Regions from separate parts of the Mus musculus genome. Here all the other regions are linked to region 7. A link is a contact called in public Hi-C and HiChIP or PLAC-seq data. All regions are on one chromosome and are shown on one strand. Each heading gives the region's core, a stretch centred on a gene start, on an enhancer-like site or on the middle of the called end of the contact. The rest is flanking DNA. Distances are from core to core; before and after follow the strand shown. Region 1 overlaps Gm34388 (a long non-coding RNA gene). Region 2 overlaps Arhgef28 (Rho guanine nucleotide exchange factor (GEF) 28). Region 3 overlaps Arhgef28 (Rho guanine nucleotide exchange factor (GEF) 28). Region 4 overlaps Arhgef28 (Rho guanine nucleotide exchange factor (GEF) 28). Region 5 has its middle 19 kb from the start of Gm41031. Region 6 overlaps Arhgef28 (Rho guanine nucleotide exchange factor (GEF) 28). Region 7 holds the start of Hexb (hexosaminidase B).

Region 1 (3,728 bases), core at 786-3,285, 670 kb before region 7:
ACTGATGCAGGAGGATGAGGACCTGGCAGTGAGTACCAAGAGGGCGCCAGTGTTCAGGATCCTCCTTGTGGGATGAAGGTCCCTCCTCCAGCATACGTGAGGAATCGCTGTAGTCAGTGTATAGAAACAAAGACCAGGGAAATCTTTGACAGTATACATAAGTTCAGCATTCTGTCCAAGTCCATACAAAAATGGATCTGAGGATCCCTGTCCAGCTGGTCTTAAAGATAGTGGGAAGTGGTTATAAACCTCAAAAACTTTAGAAAATTTGCTTCTATAATTTCTTTAGACTCAGAAAAATTAGTTACCACCAACTCTGATTTCATGTCCTGACCAGCTAGAAAAGTGAGAAAATAAAATGAACTTTAGAATGCTATTATGAAAACCAGACCCATTACAGTCAGGTGTGGGAGTGGCTCACCATTCAGGCCTTGTGACCAGGTTAGAAAATGAGGGCCACAGATAGCATTTGGCAATGACACACTGACTAGATGTCAAGCCAGTCCCGTCAAAAAGCTGATTTATCTATGAATGTGGTATAAACTTCCTGAAGACAAAGTGTTTGGCCTGCCCTAGCCTCTGCATACACCAAAGTCACAGCAGCCCGAGCCGGCCTGGGAACCATCACAGCACCATTACAATCACACCAGTGACAAACTAAGTCTTCACTGAGGTCACGCCATGCCTGAGTTCATGGGAGAGCCCTGTGTACATTGTCTTACGCAGTTCTCACAATCTCACTGTGCCGTGGGCATTATTATTTGTATTTTTCAGATAATTCAAATGACTTTCTCACGTCACAACTGATAAGAGGCAAGGCCAAAGACAGTCATGGGCCACCGTGACCTTTTACCAGTTCTGATGTTCTCCCATCATTAAGCTGGGTGATGCCCGGAGCCATTCAAGCCTCTCAGATGTAACTCCTGTCTTAAAGCCAGGGTGGCATGTGACATCTCATGCCCACGTGGACTGAATAGAAGTGTGTCTGCTAAAGGTACTCACTGTAACAAGACTCAGTATTTCAACAACCCCCCCCCAGGTTCAGACCTTCTGCATTTTTGCATGTTTTCTTATTCATTCGGAGGGGGTATCCAGGCTGCCAGGCTGGCATGCACATCAGCCCGTGGCGTGAAGTATCCTTCTGTCTAAGACAGAGTGGAATGTCTCCAAGCCCTCTCCAGCATGAGCTCCACACGGTGCCACAGCATTTGCCCTTGCTTTGCCGTGAGCAGTCAGTCACCCTGGCCAAACCAAGATGTTCAAGTTAGACCGGAGTGCTGCCCATAAGATAAGAGATCACTATCAGAATCCATCAAAGGTTCTTCCCACCCCCTTCTTCAATCCCACTCTAGAATTGATTCATCTTCGGTTTCAAGATAGGGAGAGGTGGGAGGCAAGAGGAAATTTATAGGCCTGCTTCCCAGGGCGATTGCCAGTGTTTGGTTATAAATATTTTCAAGAGGGATAAAAGCAATCAGTCTGTTTCTGAGAGCCCTGTGCACACTGCCCCAGTAGCAGAGAAATGGAGCCAAGAAGGGAGTGTGGGCAGACCAGTCTTATTCTACAGCCACTGTGTGCTATGGGAAGTGGAGGGAAGAAGGGATCCAGAGAGGGAGAGAAGGCTGCTGTTTGAAAGTACAGAGCACCCTGACACCCACTCTCCCTAAGTATGTGTGTTCTGTTCCTGCCATGCCATCGGTAGACAATAGCTTCTTTCCATTTCCTCTTCATCACCCCAAAGCAGGGAGCTAGCTACAAAGGGAAGGACATGCTGAGATCCCACGAAGTACTTTTATTGAAACCCAGCTCTCCAGAGAGAGATTGAGGAAGTGACTTAAGCAACCTTATTACAAAATAAAAATGTATCCTCTGACTTCATGACAGGAAATTCAAGAGAGAAAAGCTCATAAAAATGTACACGCGCACGCGGGCGCGCGCGAGCGCGCACACACACACACACACACACACACACAGAGAGAGAGAGAGAGAGAGAGAGAGAGAGAGTAAGCAGAGTTCAAAAGGACCGGAAGAAAGAAGACACAATAAATCATTATGTGCAGAACAGGCAAACACAGCATGAGGCTCAGAAAGGAGTTTTAAAACCCCCAGGAGTAATTTTGTCTTTTTAGGAATATTGTGCGCTCTAGTCTGAAAATTCTAATTAGAATAGATTCATCAAGCTATGGAAAATAGCTGAAATTCCTTGTTGTTCGCACCATGGTTTGCAAGAACCTCCCTGACTTCACACCACTGACAGTGCTGAGGGCATCCGGCAATGCTTCTAGAAAGCTCTCAGGTGTCCGCGCTTTGTTTGCATGGCACGTGGATATCATCACTTAGCAGCTGCTAAGAAGAGCTGCTCATTAGCGAAACTAGTCAGGAAACAAACATGACTTCACAGAGCCCTCCTTCCAGACTCACTTTCCACTGACCCCTTCGCCCCAGATGGATTGAATAGCATGTTCAATTAAAGGGCACAGGAAGGGCTCAGCTCTGTGGTAGGAAACATTTTCCCTACCCCACCTCTGCTTAGCTCTGCCATCAACCATTGATAGCTAATCTTTTAATAAATCATTTGGGATTTTAGAACTCAGGATTCTGTGGAATTTTTTTCCCCTCCAGAATACCTACCTCTTATATGTTCACATGCATTGTCTTGGGGCTTCCACTACAGAGTGGTCTGAGAAAGGCATAAATGGTCTATCAATGTGGCTCAAAGCAAGGCTTTTATCTGAGGACCCATTCATTTTCCAGCCATCATTTTCCCACTCTGGGCTAGTCTTTCTTCTTTGGGCACAACTGCTCGCTCCCTGTGAAGACTGAAGGCCAAGGGTAAACTCAAGAGCCAGGCCTCTGCTTGCTCAGCTGTTGAAGATGGAAGGTGGACCTGTGGTGCACCTGTGGTCGTGGGAAAAACATAGAGCTTGTGTCTCTTGCTGTGTGAGTTGGGTATAGGCAGGGAAAAGGGTGAGGTGAGACAGTAGATTGGAGTGGGAGATGGGGAGGCTGCAGGGAGGGCATCAAGGTTTCGTTTGTGGAAGGAGATGGCCAAAGAAGCCTCATAATGCATATAAAGATGACAACTCTTGGCTTCATATGGTCTCGTATTCTACATATGGTCTAGTCTTACTATTCCTAACCTCTGGGAATCCCAGTGCAGCTCCGCCCAAAACATGTTCACAGACATACAGTTCTCTGGCGATACCCATCCTATTTAGACATGGGAACCATGCCGTGTATAAACAGCTCAAATCTTAAAGTGCACAGGGAACAGGTACAGTATCTGAGCCAGGCTTCAGTATTTAAGTGGCCCAGTTTCTCTCTTAAGCTTTTTAGGATGCACAAGGCCACATGAAAATCAAGGTCGGAAGCAACCTTATTCCTCCAGGTGTTTTTGAGTCAGAAAGATCCCAATTTAGAAACAAAAAGCCATCACCTCGATTAAAGTACCCACTCTCCTAATAAGCCACTAAGCCACCACTGCTCTGTTTGGCCAGTGCATGTACATTTTGTTGAGACACACACATTCAAAGTCCAGGATATTGTCTAGGAAACTTGAGCCTGCAGCCTTTGCAGAAGCAGCCATCACTGCCTAATTCCTTCCAGAGGAATAGAAGCCCAGGCTCCAGGCAGCAGCGTAGTCCCCAGAGGAGACATCATCATTGATTTTCCATGTGGCTCTGCACTCCGTGCTCGCTCGTGTGCGTTTTGAATGCTATCTTACGTTC
Region 2 (3,577 bases), core at 681-3,180, 740 kb before region 7:
TTTTGGGGGATATAGGTTTATGTGTTCATGAACATGTGTTTATACAACTATTAGAACCAGGAAGGCAGACTGGGGACGTAGTACAGTGAGTACAATTCTTGCTGAAGATGTATGGGGCCTTGGGCATCAATTATTGTGTCATAGAAACCAGTCATGGTGGCATACTCCTGGAATCCCAGCACTTGCGAGGTAAAGGCAGGAGGGTCAAGAGTTCAGGGTTACCCTTAGGTAACCCTTAGGGTGTTTGAGCCCAGCGTCGTCTACCGCAAGCTCTTTTAGGGGGAAAAATAAAGAAAAGTAAAACCAAATTGTAGTTCCCTGGGTTGTATAATAACAGTTGCTGATCAAATGTGATTTAACAACTCTTGGTTGATCACAACATCCAATCTTTGTGTTGCAACAAATTGTGATCTACAAAGTTCCTGCTCAAGAGCCACGTGGCAGAGTTTCAATCCGATTCATTAATTCACAAAACAAACTCATAACATTTTAAGTAAGTTTACAGTTTTGCATTGAGTTTTAGTCATTACCGCCTGGGGCCCATGCAGCCCACCTGTTGCAGGTTGGACACACCTGGTAAACTACACTATCTCTCTGTATATTTATGGCTTAGATTTAGTTTTGCTTTTCCTCCTTCCTAGCCGAGAGTCTGCAAGTGGCTGTGAAGGCTTCAAAGATGGGCGATGTAAGCCAGTCATCCGAAGAAAGCCCTGGAGGGACTGTCCTGATGGACACACCCAGTACACAGGATGTACCAGCGTCACCAACTGCTTGTAAGTGACGACAGCACAGGCCTTGGCCACGAGCCTGCGCACAGCCTCTAGTGCATATAGTGGTCACATAAAACAAAAGCAGTAACTACCTGATTTCAGGGGAACTTAATGTAATTTTTTTGTAACTAGAAAAAAAAAACCTTGAGAATAATCATGCTGGTCATAAAGAGATATTATATGTGACAATGGCACTTGTATTTCAAGGACAAAGACTTAACATTGGTAGGCTGTACTGTTCTGTCCTTCGGCTAAGCCTCCCCTCCCCCCATGGCATGCAGGTGCACGTGTGAGCGTGAGGTTTGGTGGCATCATTATAGACACGATTGCCAAACAGGAACCCAAGACCTCGGACATGCCAGGCGAGCAGCCTACCACTGAGCCTCACCCTCAGCCCTCCCAGGGACTCTTCTTCATGTTGGAATATACTCTCTGTTTTGAGCAGATCTCAGTTTATGATCCTCCTGCCTTAGAAGCACTGAACTCACAGGTGTACACCATCACACTCAGCTGTCAATGTATTTTAAAAATAATAAGGTAGAGAATAAGCTTAGCAATGTCTCAGAGCCCAATTATGCTGTTTTTATGTAGAGTTTTAAGCTAAATACGGAATTCCAAAAAAGGGTTCTAAGAGCATAAAGAGACTATTTTTCATGTGAGGATGGTACAAACCTTACTTGGAAAGAGAATGTCTGCACGAGCTGCTTTTTTTTACCCTCCCCCCCCCCAATGGTCCCATGTGGCTTTCACGTTGGCCTTAAATTTCCTCTTGTAGTTGAGAATGAGCTTTGAATTCTTGAATTTCTGATTCTCCCAAGTTCGAGGATTATAAGTGTGCGCTACCACAGGCATGCTGTTTTAGACTTTCTTGTAACAAATCCCTTGGTTCAGTAGAATGCCTAGGGGCAGTATAACTTTTTAGTTCTATTCTTTTTTTTTTTTTTTTTTGGTTTTTGTTTTATTACAAGCACCCAAAATTATTTTCCCCTCCCAAATTCTGCTTTATTTAACCCTGGCTTTCTATTTTCAGAATGTGCACATATGTTTTTCATTTCGACCGGCCAGATTCATCAAGGGAGTTGTACTGCTCTGGGTGATTTCCTTTAGAAGAGCCACATTATGCCATTGAGGAAGTGCTCTCTAAAAATACTGAGGGTTTGCCGCCATCAGCCCCGCCCCAGGGACAGCTGGGAGGCTCCTCTGTGCCCTGCAGCTGTTTGGAGCCCTCCCCAGGTCCTCTCCTCCCTTCAGGCAGGCCAGTGAGGGTTCTCCCTGTCCGAATCCTACAGAATCTACACCCATTTGCTAGACCTAGAACAGCCTGCCCTGCCGTTAGGATCAGGCATGGGGTGAACCTGTATGCCAGAAGCCATCCTTTTTGGCTTGGCTTGGATTACGGTGCTCTGAGAGTTTGGTCTCTTTATACAGTTGTTAAGGGCAGAAGAGGATCCCTCAAAGAAGGACCAGAGTAGCTTTGCAGTGGGCTTCAGGGAGGGCCTTTGTGAAGCGAGCCCCTGTCGGTCTGAGGTTACAAGCTCATGAGTACACTTACCAAAGGAGACTATTATACTCTACTGTCCAGAATGGTCAGTCCAGTGGAGACCCTGTTGCCCACCCTGAAGCTATGCCTGAGGGTGCAGAAACTTCTGGAAACTCCCCTTCTACCTCTGCTCGGCCCCATCTTAGCTTCCTCCAACGTTTAACTGTTAATGTGAGGAAGTGGGCAAGAGGAACAGACTGGCTCCTGGTTTGGAGATGGCTTGACTGTCTCTTTAGGCGTTAGGAAAAGTTGCTATAAATTGTCCCTCCAACATCCTTGCCTAAGAAGTGCTCGCTTGCACCGGGTGACCTTGGCTTTTCACTGGGTTCATTCGAAGTGGTTCCCACTCACAGAAAACTCTGGCTTAGAAGAGGCTTTCTGGAATCCTGGGCAGCTGCTGTTTCCTAATGGTGATACATGTGATTTTTAAAATTTAAACAAAGAGAAAGGGGCAGCCCCTTGTTAGAAATAAAGATGCGTGATGATACCATATTTTTAAAAGAAGTTTATAAACATCACAAAATGAGTATTTTGGTCAGGATCCTGGTCAGATATTGCTCCAATGAAGTTGGGGGTGGGGTGGGGTGGAGCAGCCTTGAGAAGCCTGGTTTAAGTCAGGAAAAGGTGAACATAGCCTAAGTTTTAACTGAAATCCATAAAGCAATGATGAAATCCTGCCGACCGAGGTTTCACCGGTAAAGGTAAATTTGTATTTGGTACTTAACATCTCTGGATGTGTTTTCCTAGGTCAAATGTATTTACAGTGTTAAAGCTTAAGTGGGAAGTGTGAGCAAAGCTGGAAATGAGGAGAAACTGAGGCAGGCTCTCAGTTTTTATGACTCTGAGACCATAAAGTGTTAGCTGCCTCCAGCCTTCTTAGATCAGTGCCCTCTGGACCTGCGTTCTAAACCTTGTCCATCAGCTGCTGCTCTTGTACTGGCCTCGAGGGAGCCTTTTATGGACCTGGGTCTGCCAAGAGACCTTGCTGTAATTCCACTGGGCACCTGTTTTAAATTACTTCTTTCCCAGGCAGCTTTGTCCTATTAAATGAAAGCGAGATGTAGACTCGGTACCACAAACAGCCCATGGACACATGAGCCCAAGAAAGAAGCGCAGTTAAAATGGCAGGTGGCAAAGGATGCTGCTTGGTGTCTCTTAGCCTGTAAGCTCCGGGAGAGCAGGGACTGCGGGCTTCCTTGCGATCTCTAGCGCCCCCTGTAGGTTCATTCAGTATGTATTATCTCGTGATGACTCCTTTTTTTGAAGT
Region 3 (4,133 bases), core at 1,004-3,503, 800 kb before region 7:
AAGCTGATGGAAATGTCAGATTTTCCTACTTTGTACATTGTAACACCATAAGCATAAAATTATGCTCACTTTGTCTCAGATGTGTGCTGTATTCCAGAGGATTTAATTTGTGGAGAAGAAATGAAATGGTATTATTTTTGACAGTTCATTCCTCTAAGAATAATAAAAAAAAATGATTATATGGTTATAGGTAATTCATCTAGACTGAGTTTTACACACACACACAACGAGAGAGAGAGAGAGAGAGAGAGAGAGAGAGAGAGAGAGAGAGAGAGAGAGATTGAGAGAGAGAGATTGAAAATCAAAAGGTAGTTCAGAATTATCAGCCATGCCAGATTGGAGCTGTGCCTGAATATCTAAAATAATTTCTGTGAAATATTCTAGCATGTGTCAGTGTCTAATGGGTGTGATATCTATATTTTTTGGAAAAAAGGAAAAAGAAAATTGCGCTACTGCTAAACCGTTTTTCTTTTTCGCAAAGTCAGGCGTGCGTTCAGAACCTCTCTGAAATGCCCACTGTGAAATGTTCACCAATGTTAGGAATATTAATTTAACTTTAATCTAACAAACCTCAACCTCTAAATTGAACAGTCTCTGATAGAGAATATTCCAGAGTCAAACGTGATATTCTTTGCTTCACAATAGAACACTCAGTGACCCCAGTAATAAAGTACTTAGAATAGGCCAGCAGGTGACTGACAGTGGTCATGTGCTCTTGGGGGCGGGGCTTGAACGACACCTTGGCTTCCTTGCCCGTGTTGTTTAGGCTCAGATGACTGAATGGAATCACGAGGGTCTGGTTTGCAGTAAGCACTGTGTATATAGCCAGAGCAATGGGGTTCACCGTCTGTCATGGGAACGAGAGTGCTGAAGGTGGTGCTTTTGCTGTGTCTCATATTTTATTTCTTCTCCCTCACTTCCATGCTTTTTCTTCCTTTCCCTGTTCCTTCATTTGCAACTTTGCCTGATGTTCCTGTATTTCTCTAGAAGAGAGTAAATACTTGATTATCTGTTCATTTTTTGAGGCAGAATCTCACTGGGTAGCCCAAACAGGCTTTACACTCAACAATCCTCCTGCCTCAGCCTCTTGAATGCTAGGACTACAGCCTTCTGCCACTATGACCATCTCTGGATGTTTTAAGTAAAGGGATTAAACAGTACAGAGGAAGCACACAGGGTCTGTGTTGTTCTGCGTGCTCTGTTTACTGATCAGACTCAACCAGAAAGCTACCTCGATCCAGAGGAGTGAAATTAATTTTTCCCCCTCTGGAGTGTGGTAGATGCCACAGGGCAAAATGCAAAAACTCAGGAGGGCAGGCGGGCTTGTTGGCCTGCAGAGACTTGGCGTTGATGGCAGTGGATTGGTCTTGAGGATGCTTGCAAAGGTCAGAGAGGCAGAGGCCTGGGCTGGACTGGCATGTTATTCAATTAGCAGGTTCATGGTGAATATTGGGGAAAAAGTTGGAATGGGTGGGAGAAAGAAGAAAGTGTCGGGGCAGAGCAAGACACAGCTGAGACACAGCCAAAGAAGCTTCCAGAAGCAGAAAACAAAAACATTTCAGCCCCGGAAACGAGTGTTCTCTTCATTGTTCCTTGTACAAGTGTATTTTCTTGAGGTGAAATTATTCCTTATTTCCACAATTATGGATTGTGTATTGATTATGGCCCGCCCTACTTCTCTGCCCTGGGGACAAAGTGAGTAAAACATACAAAGTCACTTTTCTTACAGGACTTACGTTCTTAACTGATGATAAATGATCACGTATAATAAGCAAATATAACTGGTGTAAGAGAGAGTGAGGTAGCGAGGGCGTGTGAATGACCTGGACAAACACTGCTGTGGGTTCCAGTGGAGGCTACAAGAGCTGTCTGTCCCCTGAGGGCCACTGTTGACAATAGTGGTCACTGTTTCATAGGCTGCTTCATGCTGAACTCTGAAGCCAGGCTTACCTGAGGTGCTATGGCTAATTATTCTTAATAAATCCTGCTATGCTGGTATTGTCCTATGGTAAGACAAAGCACACTGCAGGAACTAAAAAAGGAAGGAGGGAGGGAGGGAGGGAAGGAAGGAAGGAAGGAAGGAAGGAAGAAAGGGAGGGAGGGAGGGAGGAAAGAGACTAATTTGCCAGACTGTGGCAAGAACTTCTGGACTGCAAGCCCTGCCTAGCCCTTGTGGTAAGAACTAGGCAGGGAGTGGGTGAGGGCCTTCGAGGCAGCAGCTTTGCAGCAAGCTGGCCACAGGTTTGTTTATGTCTGGGTGTGTGTCTCTTACATAACCAGGCAAGTAGGCTACACTTTCCTTTAGCTACTGGGCCTGGCCTTCCCGAAGGCCAGCTGGGTTTCATCAGAAGTCAGCTTCCTGACATCCAGGCTGCTGTGTGTTGCCAACCACTTCCTGCTAGATTTGTGGCACCTTTCAGAGAAGCAAGACACTTCAGCCACCTCCACTGCCACATCCCTCTTGGTGCCAAAGGGCCCTCTTTCCAGAACAAACAAAACAAAACAAAACAATGTCCCTTGCAATCGCCTGTTGCTAGAGCATCTAGCATAGCAAGGGGCTGCTGATGGGAACCTGTGGGTTAGGCTTCCCGGTGGAGCTACCCAGTAGTGAGGATGATAACTGAAGGAAACCTGGGGATCCCCTGAGAAGCTGCTGATCCGGCAGGCACCCCAGGAAAAAGCTGGCCCACATCCACCCTGTCTTGTCATGTCCTCTCATCCTGAGCCACCCCTGCTGTTCTGGGAAAGCGCCGCCATATCTGACTGATCGGTCTTTTCCGCTCCGCAGCTATAATCCCTCAGATTTAGAAGGTTTTCTGCTCTTGAATCACATGAGAGAAATCCTATTGTGACCGCGATTAAAGTAGCATTTGTACATGGTTTTTATGTAGCATACGCAGTGTTTGGTGTGTTCCAGCTGCCGTGGGGTTTGTTGCTGTTTTGTTTTGCTTTTTGTGAGACAGGGCCTCGTGTAGCCCAGGCTGACCTTAACCTCACTGTGTAGCCAAGGGTGACCTTGAACCCCTGATCCTCTGCCTTACGAACTCCACCTCCTAAGTGCTGGGATTACAGGGTCACGTTTAAACGTGTAAAGCTATAGTTAGGATGGGATTGTTTGTTTTTGTGTGTGTGTATATGTGCATGCATATGTGTGTGCGTTTAAATCAGAGGACAACTTTGTGGAGTCAGTTCTCTTCTACTTGATACGGATCCCGGGAGGGATCCTCAGCAGGCTTGCCCTTTAGCCCACTGGAGAGACTGACACAGTGGGTCATCCTTGGGGTGACAAGCGATGACAAGGTCTGGGAGCAGCTGTCTTGGAGGTGGCTAGCTTCATGCTAGGTCGCACCAAGCCACTCACACCGAGCCGTGCATGCCTAGCTATACTCTGAGGTAACTTTGGTACTTTCTCTGCTGCCTGTGGCGAGCAGTCCGGCAGATGTCGTTTAAGGGAGGGAGATCTTGTGGGAGATTCATGGGAGGGAAGGTTGGTAGGAGAGGCTAGGTCTGTGTGGATGGGAACTTGTAGCTATGACTGTCACACGGGGACAACTTGTACTGCCTGTCAGTATGTGCCAGCTGGGCCCCATGGCCTCCTGGGAGAGTGCTCCAGGTGAGGACTAAGTGCTCAAATACAGAGCTCAGAGGGCACATTTCACAGTCAAGCTGTAATAACTAGGCATTTCTTTTACAACTTGCTCTGCATGTTGCTGTGCGTGTGCGTGTGCGTGTGTGTGTGCGTGTGTGTGTGTGTGTGTGTGTGTGTGCATGCGCATGTGTGCACATATGTCCATGTGTGTGTATATGTGTTCATGCTGTAGAAGCCAGAGTACAGCCTCGGTGTCCTTCTTCAAGTGCTGGCCACCTCAGAATTGAAACAATACAATAAATTCCCAGTAGAGTTAATTATGCCAGGTCTCTCCTTGCCATGGGCCTCACTGAGTGGCTTGGCTGGCTGTTTAGCAAGCTCTAGGGATGTGGTCACCTCCCCAGGACTGGGGTGACAGGCATGTGTTACCATGCACGGCTCTTTTTCCTTCCGGACATGGGTTCTGGGATTTGAACTCTGATCCTACTGCTGAATTAGTAAGTCATGTCCTGACCGAGCTCTCTGACCTGATGATCGGGCTCTA
Region 4 (3,797 bases), core at 1,251-3,750, 770 kb before region 7:
ATTTTAGCTATGTAAAGAAGTGAAGAAGGATATAAACGTCTAGGTCAGCCCTAGAGGTTCTGCACTGTATACAGGGCATGGTCTGTGTATCATACAGGGATTGTATGGAAACAGTGTAACCTGGTGGTCTCAATTCTAATGCTTTTTTATTGGAGGATAGGCTATTGATTGACTAATTTTGAGGCAAACAGAGGCACTGTATTAAATGGATGTGATTTTTATGCTTTCATAATAATAGCATGTACTCACATGCTAAAATCTCCTTAAGAGTTAAAATGTTTAGTGGGAAAGAAGCCCTTGGCTTTGGAATCTGTCCATTCTTGCTGGTCCCTGTGGCCAGTGTTACGGAGACCCTATGCTTGGATTAGTAGTGTGTGAGGTTGGTGTCTCATTAGCACCTTCAGTGTGATACAGAAGTTGTAAAGCATGCTGATGTTTTATTTGTATATTTTTAAAGTTGGTGACTCTGTTGTTGTTTTAATTATATGCTGCCGAGGTTTAAATAGTTTCTCTTGAAAACAATCAGTTACCTTTGACACTTCCCGGTGTCACCCACAGGAGCCAGTCACGCTAATATATCCTCAGTTTGAAAAACACTTCCTTTATCGTGAGAGACTTTGTCATTTCTTCTGTTATCTTGTATTTCTTCAGTTGCTTTGCATGCTGAGTTGCAGGTATTTTAAGTGCCTGGTCACTTTTAAGTTCCACGCTGTATCAAAATATAACTGACATCTTGAAAACCACTTTGGTGGTGACAATTAAGTGTGCTAAGTCATGGTGATATGCTATAGGGTGTGTTGTTATGCTAGTTGGTTTGAGCTCTCTTGCCACTCAGCCCCTTGCTTTGGCCCTAAACATCTTTTGAAATCACTTCTGAGATGCTTCTTATTGTCGTGAGGTTAAACGGGTGACTAAAACGGAAGCTTAGAATTTAGACATTTCCACGTCATCTATTCCTCCTCTTTATGTGAAATTCATGAGACTAAAGCAGAGATATATTCCCTTGTTACATCCTGGAACCTTTGTAAACATTCTCCCTGTGTGTCCAGATGGTATACTCGATAGCTACACTGTGTACTCCATAGCTACACTGTGTACTCCATAGCTACACTGTGTACTCCATAGCTATAATCCAAAGGGGCTGAAGCATCCTGAGTTGTTTATAGCTCAAACCAAATGTAAATGTATCGATGCCCTCTTGTTGTCAGTATATGAGAGAGAAGGGCCAGGCTGGGCTTTGGGCTTTGTTGCCTGAGAGTCCTGCTCCATAAGGAGTAGACTCCCCACCATCATTCCTTTCCCCTGAGCTGCTCTCTGGGTGGACATCCTTGTTTACACACTCCATATGCATTTTTGTCAGCAGAACTAATAACACCTTGCGTCTACTTAAAGCTGGCTTGGAGGAGTACACGCGGTGGTTTATGGGAAAGCTGGCCTTTGCTTCCCCATTCCATTCACCTGTTTGCTTGGGTCACCCCAGACATCCACAGTCTCCAAGGAAGGTGTGGAAGTAGCCCTGCAGCATGGGTGTTGGAAGGGTGAGAAAAGGAAGGGACATCTGAAAAATGCCAGGAAATGGCCAACAGACCGGTTTCTAGACTGGGCCACACCACTGTAGAAGTGGCTGCTTGAGGGTTTACCTGTCTGGACATCTCTGACTTTCTTTGCTTGTAAATGCTGCGCTAGCACATGGAGTGTCTACTGTAATTCCAGGCTCTTCAGTCAGAGACGTCCCAGCACCTGGGCTCTCCTTGCACCCTTCTTCCTCTATGCCCATCGGACTGCCAGCTGGAAGGAAGGAATTTGCGGCTCAGGTGCATCCACTGTCCAGAAGTGTCCCCGGCACCACTTTGGAAAGGTGAGGCTCTGCATGCTGCTTCACTTTTGTGGTCCTGGATGGTGGCTGGGGCTAACTAGTGTCCCCCTACTTCTCCCAGCTTCAGGAGGGCAGTGACATCGTTAGAGTCTGAGGGTGACAGCTGGAGAAGCAGGTCTCATTCCGATGAGCTGTTCCAGTCTATGGGCTCTTCTCCTTCCACGGAGTCATTCATGATGGAAGGTGAGATGTTTGTATGATCCTCGGTCTCTATGAGCATTTAGCTGACAGAGGTATTCTGCACAAGAAATAAGATGTATTACTTTATTCTTTTCCTTATGTTTATGTATGTGTGTGGTATACACATGTGTATATGCATGTTAACATGTGTGAGTGTATACATGTGTGGATAAGAGAACATGTGGAGGCCTGGCACCGATGTTGGGTGTTTGTTTGTTTTTTTAATCACTCTCGGTGTTATTGATTGAGGCAGGATCATCGATTCTGGATAAATCCAGGCAGCTAGCTTATCCTTGGGCATCGCCTATCTCTGCCTCCCAGGTCCTGGGATTACAGGAGGCCACCATGCCCGGCTGGCTTTTGCTTGGTTTCCGGAGGATCTAAACTCTGGTCCTCACCCTTACATACCAAACGCTTTACCTATAAGGCAACCTTTCAGCTTCCTGTTGTTCTTTTAGAAGTCGTATGGCATCTACTTGACGTAGAGTCTCCTTTTCTTAACGATCTCAGAAATACCTGAATGTGGGAAAGTGATTTGTTAGGAAGGTTAAGGGATGGGGAAAGCGAGGAGAGGGGGCTGAGGATGTCTTTTATACACGTGTGAAGTGTCAAAGACAAATTCAGTAAAAGTTGTTAGAAAGGACAACCTAGTCTCGAGGGACACGATCAGGAGTGAGATTATCAGCAGCACGTTCCTAAGAGGTGGATAGAGTTAAAAGAATGAACTGCACTGTGCCATTATCATTGGAAACATTCCGCAGCTATTGAGAGACTGGAGCAGACTCCTCAAGTACATATTTAATTAAGATCTCGGAGAGATGTGATCTGGGCCCCACCCCTTTGCCTGCTACTTCTGGGAAGTAAAGCATTTTGGAGTGTATTTTGTAGGGTGTAGCTTCTGGCTCTTTAAAGCCTATTGTCATCTCATACTTACAACCACCAGCTGGGACCTCTAAGGAGGATTGTTTGGGGCAAGCAGGCTTTAGTTTTCCTGAGAGGTTTATTTGTGTGTGTGTGTGTGTGTGTGTGTGTGTGTGTGTGTGTGTGTGTGTAGTTCTTTTCCTGAAAGGTGTTTGTGTACATGTGTTTAGCTCTTTCTCAAACGTTTGTACTCATGGGACTCAAGCCTAGCACTGTGCTTTCTGTTTTGCCAAGTCCTGGGTAATATCAAGCGGACAAGTCCAAATTCAGATCTGAGTAAACTGTAGAACATAACCCAGGCAAAAGAAATGGGTGAAGTCAGGACTCTGTAAGCATTGCATGGACTCTGAAGGTCACCAAGGAAAACGCCAGTAGAGTGAGCCCAAACAAACCAAGGCATCTCCAGTAATCCCACAGCCTCCCCGTGCAGTTCCTGTTGGAGACCGCTCTTCTTTGCTCTCCCGGCAGTTGTCTTTCTGGTTTTCAGATGATTCGGGTCCGTACTGTATCGTTCTCGCTGGGGCCTTTCTGTGCTTTTAGCAGGTTTGAGCCTGAAACCCTGGTACTTGAAGATCTCTTCATGATGTGTGCTTTACAGACTTCCGGCCTTTCTTTTCTAGATGTTGTGGATTCTTCTCTGTGGATCGACCTCAGTAGTGATGCTCAGGAGTTTGAAGCAGAGTCTTGGAGTCTCGTGGTGGACCCTTCCTTTTGCAGTAGGCAGGAGAAGGATGTCATCAAAAGACAAGATGTCATTTTTGGTGAGCATTTCAAATATGCCCCTGCAGCTGAAGCAGCGGGCTGTGGGGGAAACACATGG
Region 5 (3,912 bases), core at 352-2,851, 650 kb before region 7:
GGTGTCTAGTGAGGGCAGAATTCTCATAGATTGAATCTTCTTTTGTGGTGTGAGGTGCTAATGCGATCCTACAAATTTCTCTTAGGACAATAATTCTACTAGTGAGGGTAGGATATATCACCTTCCAAGAGGCACAAATCTCAATTCTGTTGAATAGAAAATCAATGTCAACAAATGGATTTTGAGGTGGAACAGTACTCAGACCATAGCACTCATAGAAGAGAGAAGGGCACAGGGTGGAGTGGTGGGAGGCATGGGACCTGCAGCAGAGGAATGTGGCTTGGAGTCTCTGGCCTGCCACTCATGGGTGGCCTTGAGCAGATGGTTTTAGTTCTCCAATATTCAGATTTTTTTTTTAAAATCTAAATGTTGATAGTGTAGAGGTTATAGGTGACATGATATCTACAAAAGCACTTAGCACAACAGCTCATACGGAGCCAAGGATTAATAAATAGATTTTTGAACATTATTATTATGAGGCTTAGCAATTCTAAAACAACAAAGCAAAGGACGTTTACAGAAGTTCAAAGAATGGTTGGTAAATGTCATGAAGGGGAGATCTGCAATTGGCATGGAAAGACAGCTGAGGATCACGGTTCTGAGAAGTCAGAAGGTTGGAGGAAGTCTAGGGAGGACAAGAACCAAGCTCAGGGGACAGGCAGGGACACCAGGCTGGGCAGGCTGATGTGAAAGATTTCCTGGAATAATGCTGACAGTCATAAGGAAAGCGTGAACAAGGCTCCTACTGTGGAGAGGGCGAGTGCTCTCTTCAGTAATAGGATGAGACAAGAAAGGATGCTTTAAAAATTAGTAACCAACGTTCTAAGACAAATTGCAAAATAAGTGCAAGCAATCAGAGGCCACAGGTCAGCATTGCTGCAGATGGGCCCGCTGATATGCCCCTGGTGGAAGGCAGCTTGGCTTTCCGGAGAGCACTTTGATTGCAATTGATAACAATCATTAATTTCTCTTCAAAGTACTGATCCTGGAGCACATTCATTTATAATCAAAGAGGCATAAAGAATTATGTGCATTAAACAACCCCAAACACTTGGATACAACTCAAATGTTCACTGATGATGGAATTCTGGAATATTCTAAGCACCAATACGCCCATATTGTGGGTTTTTTTTTTCAGCATTTCAATATACTGAGGTAAATTTACATGGCTGATGTGGTACTATATGTAAAAGAAGTTGGTTGGTGAGAAGTTGAGAGTTGGCAAAAGTTGTAACAGTAAATTTGAGAACTCTATGTGTGTTTCCTAATGCACAGCAAAAGATCAGGAAGAAGACAAATCTAACTTTTCATGGTTGTCTCTGGAAAGAGGGAAATGGGGAGGAAGGTGTTCATACCTGGTAGGAAATAGGCCCAAACCATGAATAAAATATTTTCAAAGGAGACATTCAAATTATTAGAAGGAAAAAAAAAAAAAAAAGACCCACCAGTTAAAAGAAATGGAAACACATAACACATACAAATTTTTTACTTGCTAGACTGAATAGATTTTTCTTTTAAACAAAGACAGCGATGCCTGTATTGGGTCGAAGTTAGTACTTGTTAGCACAGTCTGGAGGAGGGTGTTTTAAGGAACAATTTGCAGCAAGCATCACACCCTGCCTCAGCAAATTTACTCTCAGGAATATCTCCTAAGGAAATGTGCCAGCTTAGTCCTCTCTCACCCACTTCAACGGTGCTTACAGTGGGAAAACAATACAATACAGAAGAACCCCAAAGAAACCAAAGTAGCAGCCCAAACCCACAAGCAAACGCCCAGCCCTGCTCTAGAAGTCTGTTTGAAAGGATGGTAGAGGCACACACAGATGCCAAGCAGCCATTCAGAAGGGTGGGGTGCTCCGCTTACTGACCTGGAAGCACACCAGCAAACGCATTCGAGGAGAAAGATACTGGAGAACAACCACAACGAACGCTCTGTTTTGAAGATACCTGTGTAGATAAGAGGAGTTCTGGGAGCTTGACCGCCAAGTGATGTGTCTAGGTTCCTTCATTCTGCTCGCTTTTATTTGCTCAGTCTTCTAGATCAAACACGGGTCACTAGGAGAAATAAACTGAATGCTCTAAAATGTTGAGAGAATTCATCGTAGGAGCAATAGACGAAGGTTACTTCCAGTTTTGCCATGATCCGGAGAGAGTGAAGATGACTTAGATCCACTCAGGGTGTCTATGTCTCACTGCGTATTAGAAGCATCTAGGCTGGCACCAAAATACAGAGGAGACCTTTCTGGGCAGGGTGTTTGTTGGTGCTGGTCTATTGTATCTGCTGGCACGTGGCAGATACACTGAACACTGGTAACCAGACATGGGCTCAGCACTCTAGGGACCAGAGTGGACTGTGGAGAGAAAGCTGTTTGGGGTTCAGATTGTGTTTCAAGAGTGAGATTTCTAAAAACAAACAAAAAATGAGAACAGTTTAACATTCTGTCCTACTTACCATGAACTCAAAACCTGACATACCCTGTAATCATCTGAAAAAGAGTCTCAGTTGAGTAACCATCTTTTATCAGATTCGTCTGTGGGCCTGTCTGTGAGGGATTGTCCTGAGTGTCTTAATTGACAGAGGGGGGCGCCCACCCACTGTGAGTCATCGTGGTCTTTCCCCTCCACGGTGGTCCAGCCAGGGCTGTGTAAGAAAGCTGGTCAAGAATGAGCCAGGATGTCAGACAACAGGTAGTGTTTCTCCATTTTTTTCTGATCTAGATTCTTGCCTTGAGTTCCTGTTCTAACTTCCTTGGTGATGACCTATGTCCTCTCCTCTCCAAGTCACTTCTGCTCGGAGTATTCTATCACAGCAATAGAAAGGAAACTAAATACAGTCCCATGGAGTTGACTTTGGTGAGCTTTCCTTCAGCATGTATAGCTCTCAAGCCCAAAGTGCTTCGCTGAGCAGGAGAATGATGGCGTCTGTGGCTACATTGCTCAAATGGAGGCACTTCTAGCATATTCTGAATGCTGAGATGCTACAGGAGAAAGCAACCCATCTCCTCAAAGCCCCAGGGGTGAGTTAGTGCTTGGGAGCACTGCCTAGGCAGCCAGTTATAACACTACAAAGAAAGGATGGCATTTCCCACTTGAGTGAGCAGAATGGTGATTTCTACTGTGACTGTGGCGGTTTTCATGAGAATGGTCCCTGCAGGCTCATTTGTTTGAATACCTGGTCCCCAGTTGGTGTAACTGTTTGGGAAGGACTAGGAGGTGTGGCCTTGTTGGAGGAGGTGTGGCCTCGTTGGGGGAAGTGTGTCATTGGAGATGAGCTTTGAGGTTTCAGAAGATTCTCACCATTCCCAGTCTCTCCCTCTCTGCCTCTTACTCGGGTATAAGCTGGTCATGGTGTCTTATCACAGCAATAGGAAATCACCGAGGTAGAGAGTCTTTGGAGGAGTGCTTTGGTTTTAAGGCCTATTGACGCTTGCTGTTTTATTACGAGCCATATCCTAAGTGGGTGGGAGCTGACATCCCGATAATTCAGCATACCACAATAATTTCCCTTAAGGTTTTAAAAATTATGATTTGCTTTTAATTGCTACCCGTCTTCCTAAGTTTTACTCAAACAGGAAGGAAAAATTCCACATAGTCTCAGCAGGCTTTGATGCCAGAGGTTGTTAGGGCAGTTTGGGGAGAGCTCTTAAAAGGTGTCAGGTAAATACGGATGAATTTCTTCAGTACACTGTGTGCATTGATATTTCTATTCTAGATCACACCAGAGGGACTTTGAATAGCTGGGGAGGAATTCTATTGGATTTTGGCTGGGGTGGGGGTGGGGTTGATACTTCTCACTTCTTATTGGCTAAGGAAAAAAAAAATCAATGAAGCCATTATAAACAATATCAAAATATCAACCATATCTTCCATAATTAGGCACTCCTTTAAAAATAAAAGTTACCCAATCTCTCC
Region 6 (3,762 bases), core at 141-2,640, 710 kb before region 7:
AACATGACTGAAGGGAGTACCCGAGACTACCAAACATGACTGAAGGGAGTACCCGAGGCTACCAAACATGACTGAAGGGAGTACCCGAGGCTACCAAACATGACTGAAGGGAGTACCCGAGGCTACCAAACATGACTTCTGCTCTTGTCTTTCACTAATAAGGAGTAAAATCATCTGGCCAGATGGGTGTTGTTTCTTGAATAGAATTGTTTGTCAAAGAAACAGATCTGTGTCAAAAGAGGAACTTACTAGACAACCTTGGTCATCTTTATCACCTAGATAAGCAAAGGCTGCTAGGTGGCTTTCCTTCAGCTCTGGTCTGGGGTCACAGGTCAGGAAATACAAATATCAACAGGTACATAGCTCCATTTTCTGTGCTTATTTACAAGACAGCCTTAAGTCAGCTCTCTTGAGAGAGATGTTTCCAAAGAGATAATCATTTTCATTCATATTCATATTCTCTCTCTCTCTTTCTTCCCTCATCCCCATGTGAAGTTTAATCTTTAACTTCACAGTAGTTCTGCTTCGTTCCCCACAGTGTTGGGATTACAGGTATGCCCCACAACACCTGGCTTGCTTTTGATTGCTGTTTCAATCATTTAAAAGAAAAAAAAATCTTAATGTTTCCCTCTTTCCTATAAACTTCCTACTTTTGTAATTATGTAATTCCTAAAGTATTTTCATTTTAATGTTTAAAAATGTAGTAATCTTTGCTATGATAACAAGCTTGGAGAGAACCAAGGTATGAGACCTTGTTCAAACCATACACACTTGCTGTGTATTACAATTACACCGTGCTTTTTAAATTATAATCTTTTTGAGAGACATAAACTCAAGGCTGTAATTAGAAGTGATACTTCAGGATTTGGCTTCTTAGCAAATGTCATTTTAAACAAATGAGAATTACCAAGTTAATGTTTCTCATTAAAAACTATGGAGCAAAAAACAAAACAAAACCCTATATTGCACAATAGAAAGCCAATTTTTCAAAAAAGGATGGGCCTGCAAATTCTTCAACATCCGTCATTTTGTAATTAATCAAGAGGGGAAAACCCTCATTCATAGGCACTGAAAACAAAGAATTGGATTTCATTTTTAAAAATCTGGTAATAGCATAATTACGAAGTAGCAGGTAGAACTAATTAGCATGGGTGTGTTTGACTAAATTGCTTGCCTTCTTCTGGATTAAAGGGAAAGGCCAAGTCTGGGATGCTGGAGAGTTTTAGCAGCTGCTTTCCCCTCTACTGAACCAGCAAGCAGTAAACGCAGCATTAAAATTCCTAGGTTGACTTCCTGCCTTATTCAGCTGGCAGAGGAATGATTCTTCTCTCAGCAAAATGAGAAGCGTAACTCTTTCAGCGTGGGTAGTGTCAAGCTGCTGGCGGTTTCCAGACCGCCTGCTCTGTTGTTGTTGTGCTTAGAAACTCCCAGGAGCCGCAGAAAGATCCGGTACCATGCGGATACCGCCTGTAGCTGTGTGGTACTTCATCCTTGACTTCTCTTTCCCTCCTCCCAGTCATGCCAGGGTTTGACTGCTCTGTGTTATTTAGGATGAACACACCCCTTGTCTACCTGGATATGTCACAAACGGTTTCAAACAGACCCAAAATTAACAGAGGAGTGTAGGAATTCCTCACATACCATCACCACATTTCGGCTCGCCATGTTTCATTCAGATTCCCACCTCCGTCAATTCTGTATTTAAAGTAAATTGTAAACATTTCCATACGTATATATTAAGCCCTGAACATTTCAATAAATGTCTCTACTAGATAAGGCACTTTAAAAAAATACATTTTATTTTATTCGCCTAGTGATGGTTATTTGCACATATGATTGCTGCAAATAAAATATACCGTAGAACTATTTTCAATTTATAACAAATGCTTTAAGTGTGGATTAAATAAGTTTAACATAGTGTCTTTAAGATGCACATTCATACCTCAGAGTAACTTCTGAAAACCAAATATAAACACCAGTTACAAAATCTAATCTAGAATTGCTTCATATAGCTTGAACAATTAAAATACAGCATCACAGGCCTTTATATTTCAGATATTCACCACACGATCTTCCCCTAAAGGAATCTCTGATGTCAATGTTTTTTTTAACACCATCACCACACCTAGGGGAAAAAAATTGACAGGAATTCCATATCAATGTGTGACAGCTGTACGATTAATTTTCCAGTAGTTTCACAAATATCATGTGTGCGTTTTTCCAGTTATTAAAAATAAGCTACTGAGGTAAACACTACTTTGCAACAGCAGGTTCCTTCCTGTGTGTTTAATGCATTCATTACTATAGAAGGTTTAGTCATGAGGACCGGAAATGTAGAGAATGGAAAGGCTAGCCACGCGGTGAGCGCTTAGCACCGGTTGGCCACGTTTGCTTCAGGTCGCTGCGTTTTCTTCCCAGGGAATGGTGACTTACAAAGAAGGCTGTTTGTCCTCCTGTGACTCTCAGTTTCTTCTTCAGAGCTGACTAACACCCGAGCTATTGTGAATATCATCTCTACATGCTGTTTTCACTCTCTTCCCTAGGCAGGGATGTGCATCCATATCCCATATGTCAAACACATTTTTTTTTTTTTTATTCTTGTAAGTAAACATTTCAGAATCAGTTCCATAGTTAGGATTCCTTACAATGTTTTCGAACCTGTTTGTGTGACTATTACATACAGGTCTTTCTATAGCCGGCTTTTCTGCTTCAGTGTATGCATTTATGCATGTGTGTGATACATACTCTTCCAACCTATGAAGGCCAGTGCATTCCTTGCCTTATGCAAGAGGAAGCTGCATAGTTCTTATGCTTTTCCATTACAAATTATGACCAGTAAGCACTCAGGCCTTGTGCACATGAATGAGAATTTATTTAGAATATAACATTCAGGAGTGGAAAGGGGTCCTTAGCTTTGCAGGACTGTTTTTGGTTTGTTTTGGTTTGTTTTCTAAGGCTGTGTAGTGAACCATTGCTACTGGTGCCTTCGACTCCTGGTACGTCTGGTCCTCTTCAGGGCTTAGCATCATTAGGATACTGTGGTTCTGCAGGCATAACACATAAATAACACTGGGGGGATGTTCTTTCCATGTTTGATCATCACTGAGAGATGGTACCCTTGCATGGTCAGTAGCTTTTCACGTTCTACCTCCTGAGACTTCAGTGTTTATGCCATTGCTGCTTTTTAACTCCTATGTTCTAGAATTCCTAAAGATCCACTCTTAGGAATTCCTTTCAAACTGACTCACTACAGTTTCTCAGAGAAATAGCTTTCAAAGAAAATCTTTTTACAGTTATATGCAGACACTTTTAAGATCAGAAAGAGACCATTCTCTTTCTCCCTCCCTCTTCTTTCTTTTCTTTCACTCTGTCTGTCTGTCTGCCTATCTGTCTTAAATTTTGAGTGATGGCTTCTTTGTCCTTCTGCTCCAGTATGGCCTTGTGTTCTCTCTAGCCCTGTGCGTGTCCCTTCATAGTTTATGTCCTGTGTGGAAACCTGTGCGCTCAGCACCCAACTTCCTTCTCTCTAATATATGCCTTAATAACAGGCATGTGTATGTGTGTGTGTGTGTGTGCCTGTGCATGCGTATATGCATGTTGTGTATATGTGATTTTGTGTACATGTGAGAATGTTGTGCATGTGTGTGTATGTGTGTTACATGCATACATATGTGCTGGTGGGGGAGCTGCTTGCTGGATGGATGTATTTCCTAAGAAAAGATGTAGTGAAAATAAATTTTCTAATAAATTGAAATATTTTAT
Region 7 (3,663 bases), core at 693-3,192:
ACACACACCTGCTCGCCTCTCCATGCTGCGTGCTGCTTATGGGCCTTCACTAGCTTTGTCCTAAAGGAGAAGCTGTGACATTGAGCTTCTTGACTGGGGTTGGGATTTTATTAGGATAGACATGCATTTTCCTGTAAGGAGCTGGCCCTGAGCCCTTGTTTACACCATGTGCTCTCTCAAGTGCATGCCCTAGCAAAACATCAAGCAGGTTCTCATTTACACAAGGAAAAAAGAGGATCCAGACAAACCCAAACCACACAGGCACAGCAAGCAGTGCAAAAGAGAGCTGCCAGAAAAGTCTTTGTAAACATCCAGTGTAGAAAATGAAGCTAGAAGAGGAAACCTGGATGGTAGTTCTAAGAGAGGGGAAGAGACAGGGGTCTGGTGATATCGATTGTGTCTAGATGTGTTTATCTCCAAATACTACATACAGAGGCCTGTCACAAATTACTGTGTAAGTTGCCCTCATTATAAGTGGAATATTATTATTCCTTCTTTTATTTATCTAGGGGTGGTTATACTAGATATAATTCGGGTTATATTTCTGTGCTCTTGTAGGATACAACCCAATTTTTGAACTACTTAGCAGTCTTCTTTTTTTTTAAAAAAATTTTTTTTTCCTGTGTGTGTATTAGTCAGGGTTCTTTAGAGTCACAGAACTTATAGAATGTCTCCAAATATTAAGGGAATTTACTGTGATGACTTACAGCCTGTAGTCCAACTAACCCAACAATGGTCAGCTGTGAATAGGAAGTCCAAGAGTCTAGTAGCTGCTCAGGCCCACGAGGCTCATTGTTTCAGCTGGTCTTCTGCAGAAGTAGGTTCTAACAGATGTGTTGGCAACTAAGTGCAAGCAGGCGAAGAATGAATCCTCCTTCTTCCAAAGTCCTTATGTAGGCCTCAGCAGAAGGTGTGGCCCAGATTATAAGGTAAATACCAACAGGCTTGGATCTGGGACTTGCTTTGTTCCAGGCTGACCTTGAACTCAAAGCTCTCCTTGCCTCATTCTCCTGGGATTAAAGGTGTGTCCTACCTAGCCTGGGCCTAAGCTTTTCATGGCCACTATGTCTCAAGATCTCTGTGTCAAGATCTAGGTCAGAATCTTGTGTCTCCCAGCCTCAAGATCTGGATCACAGGTGAGCCCTCTAATTCTAGATTGTAGTTCATTCCAGATATAGACAAGATGACAACCGGGAATAGCCCCCACAATGTGTATGGGTGTTTTATCTGTATGTACATCTGTGTACCACATGCGTGCCTGGTAACCTCAGAGGCCAGAAGGGTGAAGTATTCCCTGGGACTGGAGTTATTGGCAGTTGTGAGCCACCAAGTGGGTGCTGGAAATTGACCCCCCCCCCCGGTTCTTTTTGAGAACAGAGTTCTTAACTGCTGAGCCATCTCTCCAGCAATCTTCTAGCATCTATTTACTTACTAAGTTGCCTTCCTGTGATTAGACATACTGTAATCTCTGATTACACATATGCACGTTCGCCCTAGCTAATCGTTATAAAGGTCCTTGGAAAACTATACATCGACATTAATCTCCACTACAGAAATATTCTCTTTGTATCACTTTAATATTTATGTAGTCCATCGCGTCTATCCCAAGTTTTAAATGCTCCCCCTATCTATTTTTTTTTCCATGCATAAATTTTAACCTCCCATTACTTCCAAAGTCAACTCCTGGGAATTCTGACTCGGGAGGTTTTATCAATCAGAGTCCACCACCGTCAGATTTAGTGACAAAAACACTACCTGAAGAGTGGAGGAAGAGACAGGTCTTGCCTGTCAGTGGGCTGCACAAACAAGTTCCTCAGGCGTGACAGGCGTGAGCCACACCCCAGCATCCCGGCTAGAGCGCGACCGCCTCTGCACCGAGCCTGCCCCCAATTTCCGGGCCAATCCCCTCTCGGAGGCGGAGCCCGGGCGGGGAGCTCGGTCATCTGACTTGGTGACCCGGGCACGGATGCTTTCTTCCCAGCGACCCAGACTGGAAGGTTGGTCCAAAGACTGCCTAGCCAGACTCGCGGAGCAGTCATGCCGCAGTCCCCGCGTAGCGCCCCCGGGCTGCTGCTGCTGCAGGCGCTGGTGTCGCTAGTGTCGCTGGCCCTAGTGGCCCCGGCCCGACTGCAACCTGCGCTATGGCCCTTCCCGCGCTCGGTGCAGATGTTCCCGCGGCTGTTGTACATCTCCGCGGAGGACTTCAGCATCGACCACAGTCCCAATTCCACAGCGGGCCCTTCCTGCTCGCTGCTACAGGAGGCGTTTCGGCGGTGAGCAGCCCCACCCAGCGGGGAGGGGACCTTGGGCACAGAGAAGGATCGCCGGGCTACTTGGGTCTCACAGGACTGGAAGACAGCATGACTAGCCAGTCTAACTTAGGTCCAAACTTTGCAGACTGAAGCCCAAGACTTGACCTGTTCATGCTTCTTCTTTCGCGCCCTAGGTGCTCAGGGACCCTACTTAGGATGGGTTCCGAATAACAACGGCCGGGCGTGGTGGCGCACGCCTTTAATCCCAGCACTCGGGAGGCAGAGGCAGGTGGATTTCTGAGTTCGAGGCCAACCTGGTCTACAGAGTGAGTTCCAGGACAGCCAGGGCTATACAGAGAAACCCTGTCTCCAAAAACCAAAACAAAACAGAATAACAATGGAACCCGTGACTCTGCTGGAGTCAGTTTGTTGGGCCTCAGATGGGCAGTTGAGATGACTCCAAAGATAGGGAGGGAACAAGGTCCTAGCCTGCAGAGTGAACCTCCTCTGAGTGCATCCTTAGATACGGATCTTTTAAGGGCCCTAGGTATCCCCAGTGTCGCTTTCAGCTCCGTATGTGGCAACAATTCAGATATCTTTAGTCTCTTCAGTTTTTTTTTCGTTAAGTGTATATGACTGCATGAATTTATGTGTACCGCATGTGTGGAGATACCTGCAGATGCCCAGGGCATGAAATTTTGGAGTGAGCCCCTAATGCGGGTGCTGAGAGCCGAACCTGGGTCCTCTGTAAGAGAGTAAGAGTTCTAAACCTCTGAGCTCTGGGGTGGTAGTCAGGGGAATGGGGGAAACCTTAAGTTGAAACTTTATAGGAGACCTCCCCCTTCCGAGCTATGTTCCATACCTAATAATGTTAGGTATTCAAATGTTAGTCTTTCCAAATGGCCTTTCAAGTGGCTCTTAAGTAACATCTGCTTTTCTTCTTGTTTTCCCAACACTTGGCAGTAGTTGCTCTGTCTTCCTCTCTAATAGGTTTCCTAAAAACCCTTGCCTCATTTAGCACTTAACTGTCAAGCCGGGCATTCTCTGGGCACAGAGTGCCAGCCATAGGTAGGCACCCTTGCCAAGAACAGGGGCTGTGCTAACCTTATTGGTTGCAGGGTAGATTGTATTTGGGACGGTATTTGAATGGGATCCCCCCTCTGCCCTCTCGATTTGAGACCTGGGCGGAAGGGTCTGCCCCCTGGGAACTGTAATTTGGTGCTAGCTGTGTCGCCTGCTTTCACTTCTTCTCTGTGTCTGGTGCATATAGCTATAACTTGATTTTGCCTGCAGGACACCAAACAGCTGACCAGGGAATGCAAAACAAAGTTAAGGGTGGGTGTTTTAGGCTCTTTGCTGTGGAAGGTTCAGTGGAAGAGGCCCTGATGCAGCAGAAACAGCGGGGGTTCTC

The links. A called contact is a pair of places that touch in the nucleus more often than the background predicts. HiChIP or PLAC-seq counts read pairs in DNA pulled down with a chosen protein or histone mark.
Region 1: an H3K4me3 HiChIP or PLAC-seq map of bone marrow-derived macrophages shows a contact between it and region 7, with 5 times the contacts expected there. The contact joins the enhancer-like site here to the promoter of Hexb in region 7. A contact is called at or near these places in 1 of 484 Hi-C or Micro-C datasets (bone marrow-derived macrophages), 4 of 115 datasets of contacts at active chromatin or transcription factors (bone marrow-derived macrophages, embryonic midbrain, kidney and 1 more) and 2 of 9 other capture datasets (adipose tissue and embryonic stem cells).
Region 2: a Hi-C map of B cells shows a contact between it and region 7, with 22 read pairs. The contact joins the enhancer-like site here to the promoter of Hexb in region 7. A contact is called at or near these places in 2 of 39 promoter capture datasets (cranial neural crest and second pharyngeal arch cranial neural crest), 5 of 15 datasets of contacts at CTCF or cohesin (the NIH/3T3 cell line, embryonic stem cells and stem cell-derived epiblast-like cells), 15 of 484 Hi-C or Micro-C datasets (B cells, the C2C12 cell line, CD4 T cells and 9 more), 35 of 115 datasets of contacts at active chromatin or transcription factors (DN3 thymocytes, bone marrow-derived dendritic cells, bone marrow-derived macrophages and 20 more) and 3 of 9 other capture datasets (adipose tissue, liver and macrophages).
Region 3: a contact with region 7 is called in a FOXA1 HiChIP or PLAC-seq map of pancreatic cancer cells. The contact joins the enhancer-like site here to the promoter of Hexb in region 7. A contact is called at or near these places in 11 of 115 datasets of contacts at active chromatin or transcription factors (bone marrow-derived macrophages, craniofacial prominence, embryonic basal ganglia and 8 more) and 1 of 9 other capture datasets (liver).
Region 4: an H3K27ac HiChIP or PLAC-seq map of extraembryonic endoderm stem cells shows a contact between it and region 7, with 9 times the contacts expected there. The contact joins the enhancer-like site here to the promoter of Hexb in region 7. A contact is called at or near these places in 1 of 39 promoter capture datasets (cranial neural crest), 1 of 484 Hi-C or Micro-C datasets (bone marrow-derived macrophages), 27 of 115 datasets of contacts at active chromatin or transcription factors (T-cell acute lymphoblastic leukemia, bone marrow-derived dendritic cells, bone marrow-derived macrophages and 15 more) and 2 of 9 other capture datasets (adipose tissue and embryonic stem cells).
Region 5: a contact with region 7 is called in an H3K27ac HiChIP or PLAC-seq map of embryonic stem cells, with 15 times the contacts expected there. The contact joins the enhancer-like site here to the promoter of Hexb in region 7. A contact is called at or near these places in 1 of 39 promoter capture datasets (embryonic stem cells), 1 of 15 datasets of contacts at CTCF or cohesin (the NIH/3T3 cell line), 1 of 484 Hi-C or Micro-C datasets (bone marrow-derived macrophages), 6 of 115 datasets of contacts at active chromatin or transcription factors (acute myeloid leukemia, embryonic stem cells, kidney and 2 more) and 3 of 9 other capture datasets (adipose tissue, embryonic stem cells and liver).
Region 6: an H3K4me3 HiChIP or PLAC-seq map of stem cell-derived neural progenitor cells shows a contact between it and region 7, with 10 times the contacts expected there. The contact joins the enhancer-like site here to the promoter of Hexb in region 7. A contact is called at or near these places in 2 of 39 promoter capture datasets (neural stem cells and second pharyngeal arch cranial neural crest), 1 of 15 datasets of contacts at CTCF or cohesin (the NIH/3T3 cell line), 1 of 484 Hi-C or Micro-C datasets (bone marrow-derived macrophages), 9 of 115 datasets of contacts at active chromatin or transcription factors (bone marrow-derived macrophages, craniofacial prominence, embryonic basal ganglia and 5 more) and 1 of 9 other capture datasets (embryonic stem cells).

Annotation. Positions count from the first base shown.
Region 1 is chr13:97,867,703-97,871,430 of GRCm38.p6, reverse strand. All of the region lies in intron 3 of Gm34388 (a long non-coding RNA gene), which reads left to right. Among named protein-coding and RNA genes, the nearest start is that of Gm34388, 24 kb to the left of the region's middle. Within about 2 kb of position 2,035, at least 16 of the 459 cell types and tissues checked have an H3K27ac peak or open chromatin away from gene starts, as enhancers often do. A contact at or near this core is called in bone marrow-derived macrophages, where this site is marked.
Region 2 is chr13:97,939,649-97,943,225 of GRCm38.p6, reverse strand. It overlaps Arhgef28 (Rho guanine nucleotide exchange factor (GEF) 28), which reads left to right. Exons shown (of 36, transcript NM_012026.2): 30 at 642-773. Among named protein-coding and RNA genes, the nearest start is that of Gm34388, 47 kb to the right of the region's middle. Within about 2 kb of position 1,930, at least 63 of the 459 cell types and tissues checked have an H3K27ac peak or open chromatin away from gene starts, as enhancers often do. A contact at or near this core is called in B cells, the C2C12 cell line, adipose tissue and 3 more, where this site is marked.
Region 3 is chr13:98,000,496-98,004,628 of GRCm38.p6, reverse strand. The region is part of intron 9 of Arhgef28 (Rho guanine nucleotide exchange factor (GEF) 28); the gene reads left to right. Among named protein-coding and RNA genes, the nearest start is that of Gm34388, 110 kb to the right of the region's middle. Within about 2 kb of position 2,253, at least 53 of the 459 cell types and tissues checked have an H3K27ac peak or open chromatin away from gene starts, as enhancers often do. A contact at or near this core is called in pancreatic cancer cells, where this site is marked.
Region 4 is chr13:97,965,349-97,969,145 of GRCm38.p6, reverse strand. Arhgef28 (Rho guanine nucleotide exchange factor (GEF) 28) reads left to right here. Exons shown (of 36, transcript NM_012026.2): 19 at 1,714-1,858; 20 at 1,938-2,059; 21 at 3,598-3,738. Among named protein-coding and RNA genes, the nearest start is that of Gm34388, 73 kb to the right of the region's middle. Within about 2 kb of position 2,500, at least 8 of the 459 cell types and tissues checked have an H3K27ac peak or open chromatin away from gene starts, as enhancers often do. A contact at or near this core is called in extraembryonic endoderm stem cells, where this site is marked.
Region 5 is chr13:97,843,095-97,847,006 of GRCm38.p6, reverse strand. No RefSeq gene overlaps it. Among named protein-coding and RNA genes, the nearest start is that of Gm41031, 19 kb to the right of the region's middle. Within about 2 kb of position 1,601, at least 6 of the 459 cell types and tissues checked have an H3K27ac peak or open chromatin away from gene starts, as enhancers often do. A contact at or near this core is called in embryonic stem cells, where this site is marked.
Region 6 is chr13:97,908,844-97,912,605 of GRCm38.p6, reverse strand. The region is part of intron 35 of Arhgef28 (Rho guanine nucleotide exchange factor (GEF) 28); the gene reads left to right. Among named protein-coding and RNA genes, the nearest start is that of Gm34388, 17 kb to the right of the region's middle. Within about 2 kb of position 1,390, at least 62 of the 459 cell types and tissues checked have an H3K27ac peak or open chromatin away from gene starts, as enhancers often do. A contact at or near this core is called in craniofacial prominence, forebrain and stem cell-derived neural progenitor cells, where this site is marked.
Region 7 is chr13:97,196,636-97,200,298 of GRCm38.p6, reverse strand. It overlaps Hexb (hexosaminidase B), which reads left to right and starts at 1,942. Exons shown (of 14, transcript NM_010422.2): 1 at 1,942-2,273. The coding sequence starts at 2,038.